Linked DNA regions of Mus musculus: region 2 is linked to region 1. A link is a contact called in public Hi-C data. All regions are on one chromosome and are shown on one strand. Each heading gives the region's core, a stretch centred on a gene start, on an enhancer-like site or on the middle of the called end of the contact. The rest is flanking DNA. Distances are from core to core; before and after follow the strand shown. Region 1 holds the start of Chpt1 (choline phosphotransferase 1). Region 2 overlaps Gnptab (N-acetylglucosamine-1-phosphate transferase, alpha and beta subunits).

Evidence for each region. Hi-C and Micro-C count contacts between places; a contact is called where the count stands out from the background.
Region 2: a contact with region 1 is called in a Hi-C map of the G1E-ER4 cell line, with 1.6 times the contacts expected there. The contact joins the enhancer-like site here to the promoter of Chpt1 in region 1. A contact is called at or near these places in 4 of 39 promoter capture datasets (3T3-L1-derived adipocytes, hematopoietic stem and progenitor cells, pre-B cells and 1 more), 23 of 484 Hi-C or Micro-C datasets (the Ba/F3 cell line, CD4 T cells, CD8 T cells and 14 more), 7 of 115 datasets of contacts at active chromatin or transcription factors (bone marrow-derived macrophages, effector CD8 T cells, embryonic stem cells and 2 more) and 3 of 9 other capture datasets (adipose tissue, liver and pancreatic islet).

What each region holds. Positions count from the first base shown.
Region 1 is chr10:88,502,224-88,506,293 of GRCm38.p6, reverse strand. It overlaps Chpt1 (choline phosphotransferase 1), which reads left to right and starts at 2,324. Exons shown (of 8, transcript NM_144807.3): 1 at 2,324-2,709. The coding sequence starts at 2,437.
Region 2 is chr10:88,388,221-88,392,290 of GRCm38.p6, reverse strand. All of the region lies in intron 1 of Gnptab (N-acetylglucosamine-1-phosphate transferase, alpha and beta subunits), which reads right to left. Among named protein-coding and RNA genes, the nearest start is that of Gnptab, 11 kb to the right of the region's middle. Within about 2 kb of position 2,015, at least 188 of the 459 cell types and tissues checked have an H3K27ac peak or open chromatin away from gene starts, as enhancers often do. A contact at or near this core is called in 3T3-L1-derived adipocytes, the Ba/F3 cell line, CD8 T cells and 14 more, where this site is marked.

The sequences.
Region 1 (4,070 bases), core at 1,075-3,574:
CTGTTCCCCATCTCTGAGGAGCTAGGGACAGCTGAAGGCTTCAAGGAGAGGGAGAACCCACTTTGCTTTCTTTAAGGAGTCAGCTGACCAGGAGTCACCGGATCGAGTACTCGCCATGCTTCCTTCCACATGCAGGACAAATTCAATTCATAAACTGGACTTGATGGGTTACAAAAACCAATAATAATAAAGAGGATATGAAGACAGGGAGGTTAGGAGATAGGGGTGGGAGGAATTAGGGAGAGGAACAGGGATTAATATGATCAAAGTATATTGTATGAGATTTTCAAGGAATTAATAAAATAGTATCTTTTTTAAATGGTGTATAAAAATATCAGAACACATGCATGGCTCTCTAACATCCACTCCCTCACTTTTCAACAGTAGTAGAAATTAGTCGACCAGCCATTGGCCAGATAAGGGCTTCATTTAGCTCTCCTTGCAAATAGGTGTCACACTCACATGACAGGGTTCTGTCAGAAATGAGGAATGAAACTTTGGATCACAGCCTCAAAGCCAGGAAGTTCAGCCCCCCTGCCTCCCCCTCCTCCTAGTTGTTTGGGAATTGTGGTCACCTGTTTTGGGTCAGGACAAGAACAATACCCTGAAGGCAGCAGACAAGGAAATGGAAGAAACCAGTGTCTCTCACACACTGAGGGTTTGCAGCAGCTCTCAATGATCTACCCAGACACGATGCTTGGGCAAAACGAACTTCTGTCTCATTCAAGCCTTGTACTTGACCTAGAAGTAGCCTAAAGCAATCGTCGATACCTTCTGAGCATGCTGTATGCCCCTTTACAACAGCATGGCATTGGAAGAGGTCAAGTGTAATTGCTTGTAATCAGAGCTACTTAGGAGGCAGAGGCAATTAGTTCAAGGACAGTCTAGGCTGCGTAGCAGGATTCTGTCTCAAAATCAAAGCAAACAAAGGACTGAAGATAAAGCTTAGCAGGGCCCAGCAAGGTGCTTAGTTCAAAGTCCAGGAGCAAGATAAAGTACTAGGAATCTATAATGTAAGTGTTACCAATCCCCTGCCCCCCCCCCCCCCCCCCGCCTCTGACTGGAAAGTGCTGGGATAAAGGCCTGCAGTACCATCACCCAGCTATTTTATTTTATTTTATTTTATTTTATTTTATTTTATTTTATTTTATTTTTGGTAAGAGGCCAGGTAATGAATATTCAAGACTTTGTAAGTCATCTTGTGCTATACAACTCCTCACCTCTGTGGGAAGAAACACAGCTATAGTCACAGAACTGAGATTTAAATTATATCAATTCTAACATCATAAACTTTATTCTTTGTTTTTTTTCCCAGTAATTAAAAAATGTAAGACGCATACTTCTGTAGTGTGCTGTGAGAATGAGATGGAAGGCCTGTCTTTTGAGCCAAAAGTTGCTAACCGTTCCTCAAAATAGGTGAGGAAGAGTGTATCCCATGACCTCTGTTGCTTAATCCAAGAAAGCAGAAAGTAGTTTCCAGCTTGTCTGATGTGTTAGAAAGGTGCATACAGATCAGACCCACTACGTCTAGATCAAGTGGGCAGCCTATGTCTGGTTAGGCAATAGAACATGCTTATGACAGCCCCCAGTCCAAATGGGTGCATTGTGAAGTAAGGAGCTGGTGACCTTCCATTATGTGGCAATCGGCCTTCTCCACTGAAGAAACTGTGAAACTGGCTAAGAATTTTCTCTGCTCCAAGGAAGGAGTGTCAAGTGGTCTGAAAAAACAGGCATTTGAGTTTCAAACATTCAGTTTCCCTTTGACGACAATATTTCTAAGATCTGGGGGTTTTGTTTGTTTGTTTTAAAACCTTGCCGTCTGATCCCGCAGTGAGGGGTAACTAAGTTAATATGCGGAGGGGCCTTTGTATATTCCCATGGTGCTTGAGTACTTTCTGATCAGTACATACATGGTGACCACTCCAGGTTTCAGTAGGCGACATTTTCTTGACTAATAAGAGGCCGGGGCATAGACACACAAGTCAGAGTTGTTCCTACCACTCAGTAGAAAAAAACCAGCTCAACCAGGATCCAGGCTAGCCAAGCGTCGTCACGGAAACCTGAGCAAAGGCTGGAGAGGAGGGCGAACCCTTGAGCCCCAATAGAAAAGTCACAGCGGCAGGGCCAGAGCTGCCCTCGACCTGAGTCTGAAAGCGCAGGCTGCTTGACCCCTCCCGGGGCGTCCAGAGCCAAGCTCACTGAGGCCCCGCCCCGGTCCCGCCCCCAGCCTCGCCACCGCCCGCGAGCTCGCTGAGGCCCCACCCCCCCGTGGCCCGGCCTTGCCCCGCCCCCGAGGCCCGGCCCCGCCCCCGCGGCCCGCTGCTAAGTGAGTCCCACCGGCGGAGCTGGCCCGGGCGCTGTGCCCTCGCTCGGCTCTCTCCGCCCCCCGCGCGGGCCGCGGGCTGCGCCGGGTCGCGGCGGGCCCCGCAGGCAGCCATGGCGGCGGGCGCCGGGGCCAGGCCGGCGCCGCGCTGGGTAAAGGCGCTAGGTGAGCCGCTCAGTGCCGCGCAGCTGCGGCGGCTGGAGGAGCACCGCTACACCGCGGTGGGAGAGTCGCTGTTCGAGCCGCCGCTGCAGCTTTACTGGACCTGGCTGCTCCAATGGATCCCGCTCTGGATGGCCCCCAACACCATCACCCTCATCGGCCTCGCCATCAACCTGGTCACCACACTAGTGCTCATCTTCTACTGCCCTACAGTCACGGAGGAGGTAGGGCTGGCCGCCCGATGGTACTGTTCCCTGGAGCCCCCCTTGGGCCTCCTTCGGAGACGGCTCCACTATAGGCGTCAGTGGAGCGGGGAGACCCTGCGTAGCGGAGCATCCTCTAGGTCTCCCTCTAGGAGGGAGGTGCGGACGCGACCAGATTGCTGTCCCCTGGCAGTATTCATTTTCAGCCTCCCCGGGGCTCCTAGAGACTGTCGCACCACTACCCCAATCCTGTGACCATTCTGAGCTTCTCTGGGGGGCAGGGGCGCTGTCAAGGTCACTTACTGCCCCAGCCCTGTCTGCCAATCTCATCCCTGGGGCCATGGGACCACCAGCCCATATTTCGCACACTGGAGATTAAATACCTACATCTCCATGCTAGCAGGACTTGTGGATGGGTTAGGTAAGGCCAAGTGCCCTTTAGCACTTTATAATTCTGTTTCTCAAAGGTGGTGCCTAGCGATCCTGAAATTACTGGTAGCACTGATCGAAGATAAGTTATTTCTGGATAAGATAAGAAACTTCCTCGTTGCTTCCTTGGCTTTTTCATGAAAAACAAACAGGATGTAGGTGACAGTCTTTACAATTATCTAGACTTTGAGATTATAAATACCAACATATTTTATTAGTTGTAATTATATCCAACCTAAGTCTAAAGTAAGAATATTAACATGGGCTTTAGACAGTGGTGGTCAGAAGTGGTTCATTGGGCTGAGTATAGAGAGCATAAAAACAAGGGAGAGTGTCTTGAAACACTATATAGGATAACATTGCAGATTCCATGGCATTACTTTCTTTACGCTCCCTCTGTAATTACGTGTAAATATAGATCGTGCACAAACTCGAGAGTCGAGGTTGGATACCAGGAATACAATAGAAATAGCTCATGTTCTGCATCCATGCAAACACTTCTTTTTAAGGGCTTAGTGGAGCCTGCCCTTTAAAACATCTTGCCTGCCAACAACTGTGTTTGTCACGTGTACCTCCACTGTCACTTGTTTTCATGTGATTTAAAACACTAAGCTGTTTGGGGTTTCACTGGTTCCCGAACCCCCTGAAGCTCACTGTATCAGGATGGAAGCATGGCAGGCCTGCAAGTGAAGGATTTGACTCCCCATCATCCGCCACCATGGCAGACCTAACCGATCTGTTTTGAAAATAGAAATAATGCCTGCCAGGCCAATTTTACAGGGCAGCTGTGAGGACTGAAGGATACATGCAGATAATTGTAGGGCCCTGCCCTTTACTCAACAAAGTAAAACTCTCTCAACCTATTAAAAATACACAGTTGGTAAACAGTGTTGTGACGCAAGCATAGTAAAATTTAGCTTTGATTTGGGCTTAGATTTGGCTAACAGTCTGGG
Region 2 (4,070 bases), core at 766-3,265, 110 kb after region 1:
TTGGATGCTTTCTACTGAGCATTTTGCAAGGTGCCGCCTTGTAGACATCTGACACCTCATTTAGCCCACCTGTCATCACTAGGCTTTGTCACAATCTGCATCTCAGTGAGGGCTTCTATTGCTGTGACAGGAACACCATGACCCAAAGCAACTTAACATCTCATCATCAAAGGAAGTCAGGAGAGGAACTCACACAGGGCAGGAACCTGGAGGCAGGAGCTGATGCAGAGGCCATGGAGGGGTGCTGCTTACTGGCTTGCTCAGCCTGCTTTCTTATAGAACCCAGGACCACCAGCCCAGGGATAGCACTACCCACAATGGTCTGGACCCTCCCACACTAATTGATCTCTAATTAAGAAAATGCTTTAATAATACCAGCTTTAGAGACATTTGTTTTCCAATGGAGGCTCCCTCCTCTCTGAGGACTCTATCTTGTGTCAAGTTGACATAGAAACAGCCAGCACAGTCAGTGAACAAAATGAAGTTTTGATGCCATAGTATTCCTTCAACAGATGTTCACGGAACACTTACCGTTAGGGACTGCGAGCGCCCACTGCCTATTTTGCTTACTCTTGTTGATGGAGGTGTTAGTGGAGGGGCTGGCAAGCCTGCAGATGACTGGGTCTCCTGCGTGTTCCTCTCCTACGCACTTCTCCACACCCTTTCACCAGTCTAGACCAAGACTCCTGCAGATTACCATGCCTACCGCCACTCTCACAAGCTCTCTCGGGATTTCTCAAATCTTGTACCTGCTAAGGGGCCCTGACAGGTTTTGTTTCGTTTTGTTTTTGGTTATGAGGGCTGGGTTATCATCATTTAGCTGTACTCCTGGGTCTCAGGTATTAGATGCCAATACAAAACAACCTTTAATGGTTTATGCAAATCCCCAGTGCTGGGGGAAAGGTCACTACAACTACACTAGTCACCCTTATAGGAGCTTTCTCTCTAGCCAAAAGGGCTTTCACACCACACACACACACACACACACACACACACACATACACACACACAAACCTCACTTGTCTATTTTGTGTATGGCAGAGGCGTGTGAGTTCTTCAGCATATATGTAGAGAGCAGAAGAAAACATGTGGGAATCTGTTCTCTCCTTCTCCCGTGAGTCCTGGGACTCACACTCAGGTCACCAGACTTGGTGACAGGCAGGCACCTTTACTCACTGATTCCTTCATGTACCCTTCTTGATTGTTCTCCCAACATCACCGCCTTTACTCTGGTTCTTTGGTTGGGAAATGGTAGTTTCTCAATATCAGCACCACTGCTGTTGGGCCTGGATAATTCTTTTTTTTTCCTCCTTGGATATTTTATTTATTTACATTTCAACTGTTATCCCCCTTCCAGGCTTCCCCTCTGGAAATCCCCATCCCACCCACTCCTCCCCCTGCTTCTGTGAGGGTGCTCCCTGCCCAACCCATTCCCACCTCCCCACCCTGGCATTCCCCTACACTGGGGCATCCAGCCTTTGCAGGACCAAGGGCCTCAGGCCTGGATCATTCTTTGCTGCCGGGATTGTCCCGTATATTAACAGAATCCCTGGCTTCTACACATTAAAGACAGCAGCAATATTTCATTCCATGCCCAGCTAGGACCATCTAAAATGTCTCCAGATGTTGTGCAACATCCCCCCACCCCCACCCCGGGGGAAATATCACCACAAACTGAAAGTGAATGCCCAAGTCAGCTCTGCCCTCCTCTGTCCTGTCTGAGCGTTCTTGGCCTCCTGTTGAGCTTACACACCATCAAGGCAGCCATCCTGGCAGGCCACCATACAGGTCAGTGCCTCTCTCTGTCCCACCACACCCTCTACACATTTACAGTATTGCTCACAACTGTGATAAAGTAACTCTTAATGCCTCGCCGCCAGAGCTCCTTGTCAGCAAGAGCCATGTCTTCTCTTGACTACTTTGTCCCCAGGGGCCTGGCTAAGTATTTCCTAACTGCATGAATGAGCCTGGCGTTCTGTGCAGACAGCAGAATTTTAAGGTTTAAAGACGTCACCTCTGAGCCCAGGTTGCTGAGTACAGAACGGGAAGTTAAGTTTTATCTCCTGAGCAAGCTAGATCAACTGACTGGTAGCGGCAACTAAGAAGCTGCTGTGCATATAAAATAGCATGTTTCTTCTGAAGTACCAGATACAAGAAGCCACATTCCAGGGCCAAGTAAGTAATGGACCAAAACACGGAGTTTCCTATCAAGTGGGAGTTCAGCCCCACCACCGCATAAGGGTCCCAAGGCTGGGAAGCTTTACAGAAGCAACTGGTATTCTGTAACTGCCTCTCCACCTCCTCCTAGGATTAGGACAGAAACTTCTCATCCACCCCACCCCCCACCCCCAAGCCCAGGGAACAGGCTCAGCAGGATCACCAATCCAGCTCTCTACAGTTCATGATGCTGGCAAATGCCAGCCCTGCCTCACACCTGAGAAATGCAGAGGGTTGTCAGCTAACTGTCCCCAGCCGAAGGCCTGGCATCAGCTCACACTCCCTAGCTGGAGCCGCAGATGGGTATGCCACGTACCGGAAGTGGGTCACACACAGACAGAGCCCAGGACCCACCCCACCCCCACAGAGGTGGAGATAAAGATGAAAGGCTTCAGAGGCTATGGAAATGAGAGTGACATTTGGTCTCACCAGGGATGACTAAGGGACAGTTCCAAGCATGGTGGTAAGGAGTGGTCTCAATACCCTTTGAAGGTATTCAGTAGAGAGCAAACTTTGACCCCTCAGTGGACTTTGGGCACCTCAGTGGGCACCTCGGATGAGGTTACAGAGGAAGGACTTTCTGCCCTTGTTTCTTGCTGCTTTCTGCATGCTCACGGGGGAAAACAGAGGTACACTGAGCTAGGAAAGGGAAGCCTTACAAACCCATCTCCTGTCCTGAATTTTGGGTTTGCTGTGTGTTGCAGGCCTAGCGTGGGGAGGCACAAAGCATCAGCTTAGGAGCTGGAATCTGTTCCTCTCTGAGACCGACCACTCTAATGCTGAAGTAACACTATAGTTTGTAATCTGGCCTCGAACTCACAAGGATCTGCCTAGTCTAGCTCCCCATAGCTGGAATCAAGCATGAATACCACCATGCCCAGACCAACAGAGAAGGTTTTGTTACCAAGGAGCACCATACATCTTGGGCTCAACTGGCAGCCCACTATTCATAGGGACAAGCACAGTTAATGGCCTGCCCTCTATGCTCCTCATATAGGAACTTCACTGCTAGGCAGTACAAATGTCTGGGTGTCTTCAGGCACCGTTCTATGACTCAACTCATAACAGTGCCCAGAAAGAACTGCTTAGGCCTCAGGAAAGTTCTCCCTCCACTTCTGGGACACTGGTGGAACACCAGGCTGCTGCATTCTTTCTCCTGACACTATGTCTGGGCTCGGGTGGAAAGAACACCATCATGATAAATATGTATGTCTGCCACAGGAGGGAAGTATGTAAAGAAGCAGTCTTGTCAATACTTGAATTTAAGACTAAGGAGCCATGAGAAGGGGCAAGAGGCAGAGCACTGACTGCTCTTCCAGAGGTCCTGAGTTCAAATCCCAGCAACCACATGGTGGCTCGCAACCATCTGCAATGTGATCTGACGCCCTCTTCTGGTGTGTCTGAAGACAGCTACATTATACTCATGATATATATAAAATAAATATATATTTGCATTTCCCTGATGATTAAGGATGCTGAACATTTTTTCAGGTGCTTCTCAGCCATTCGGTATTCCTCAGGTGAGAATTCTTTGTTTAGCTCTGAGCCCCATTTTTTAATGGGGTTATTTGATTTTTTTGGAGTCCACCTTTTTGAGTTCTTTATATATATTGTATATTAGTCCCCTATCTGATTTAGGATAGGTAAAGATTCGTTCCCAATCTGTTGGTGGCCTTTTTGTCTTATTGACGGTGACTTTTGCCTTACAGAAGCTTTGCAATTTTATGAGGTCCCATTTGTCGATTCTCGATCTTACAGCACAAGCCATTGCTGTTCTCTTCAGGAATTTTTCCCCTGTGCCCATATCTTCGAGGCTTTTCCCCACTTTCTCCTCTATAAGTTTCAGTGTCTCT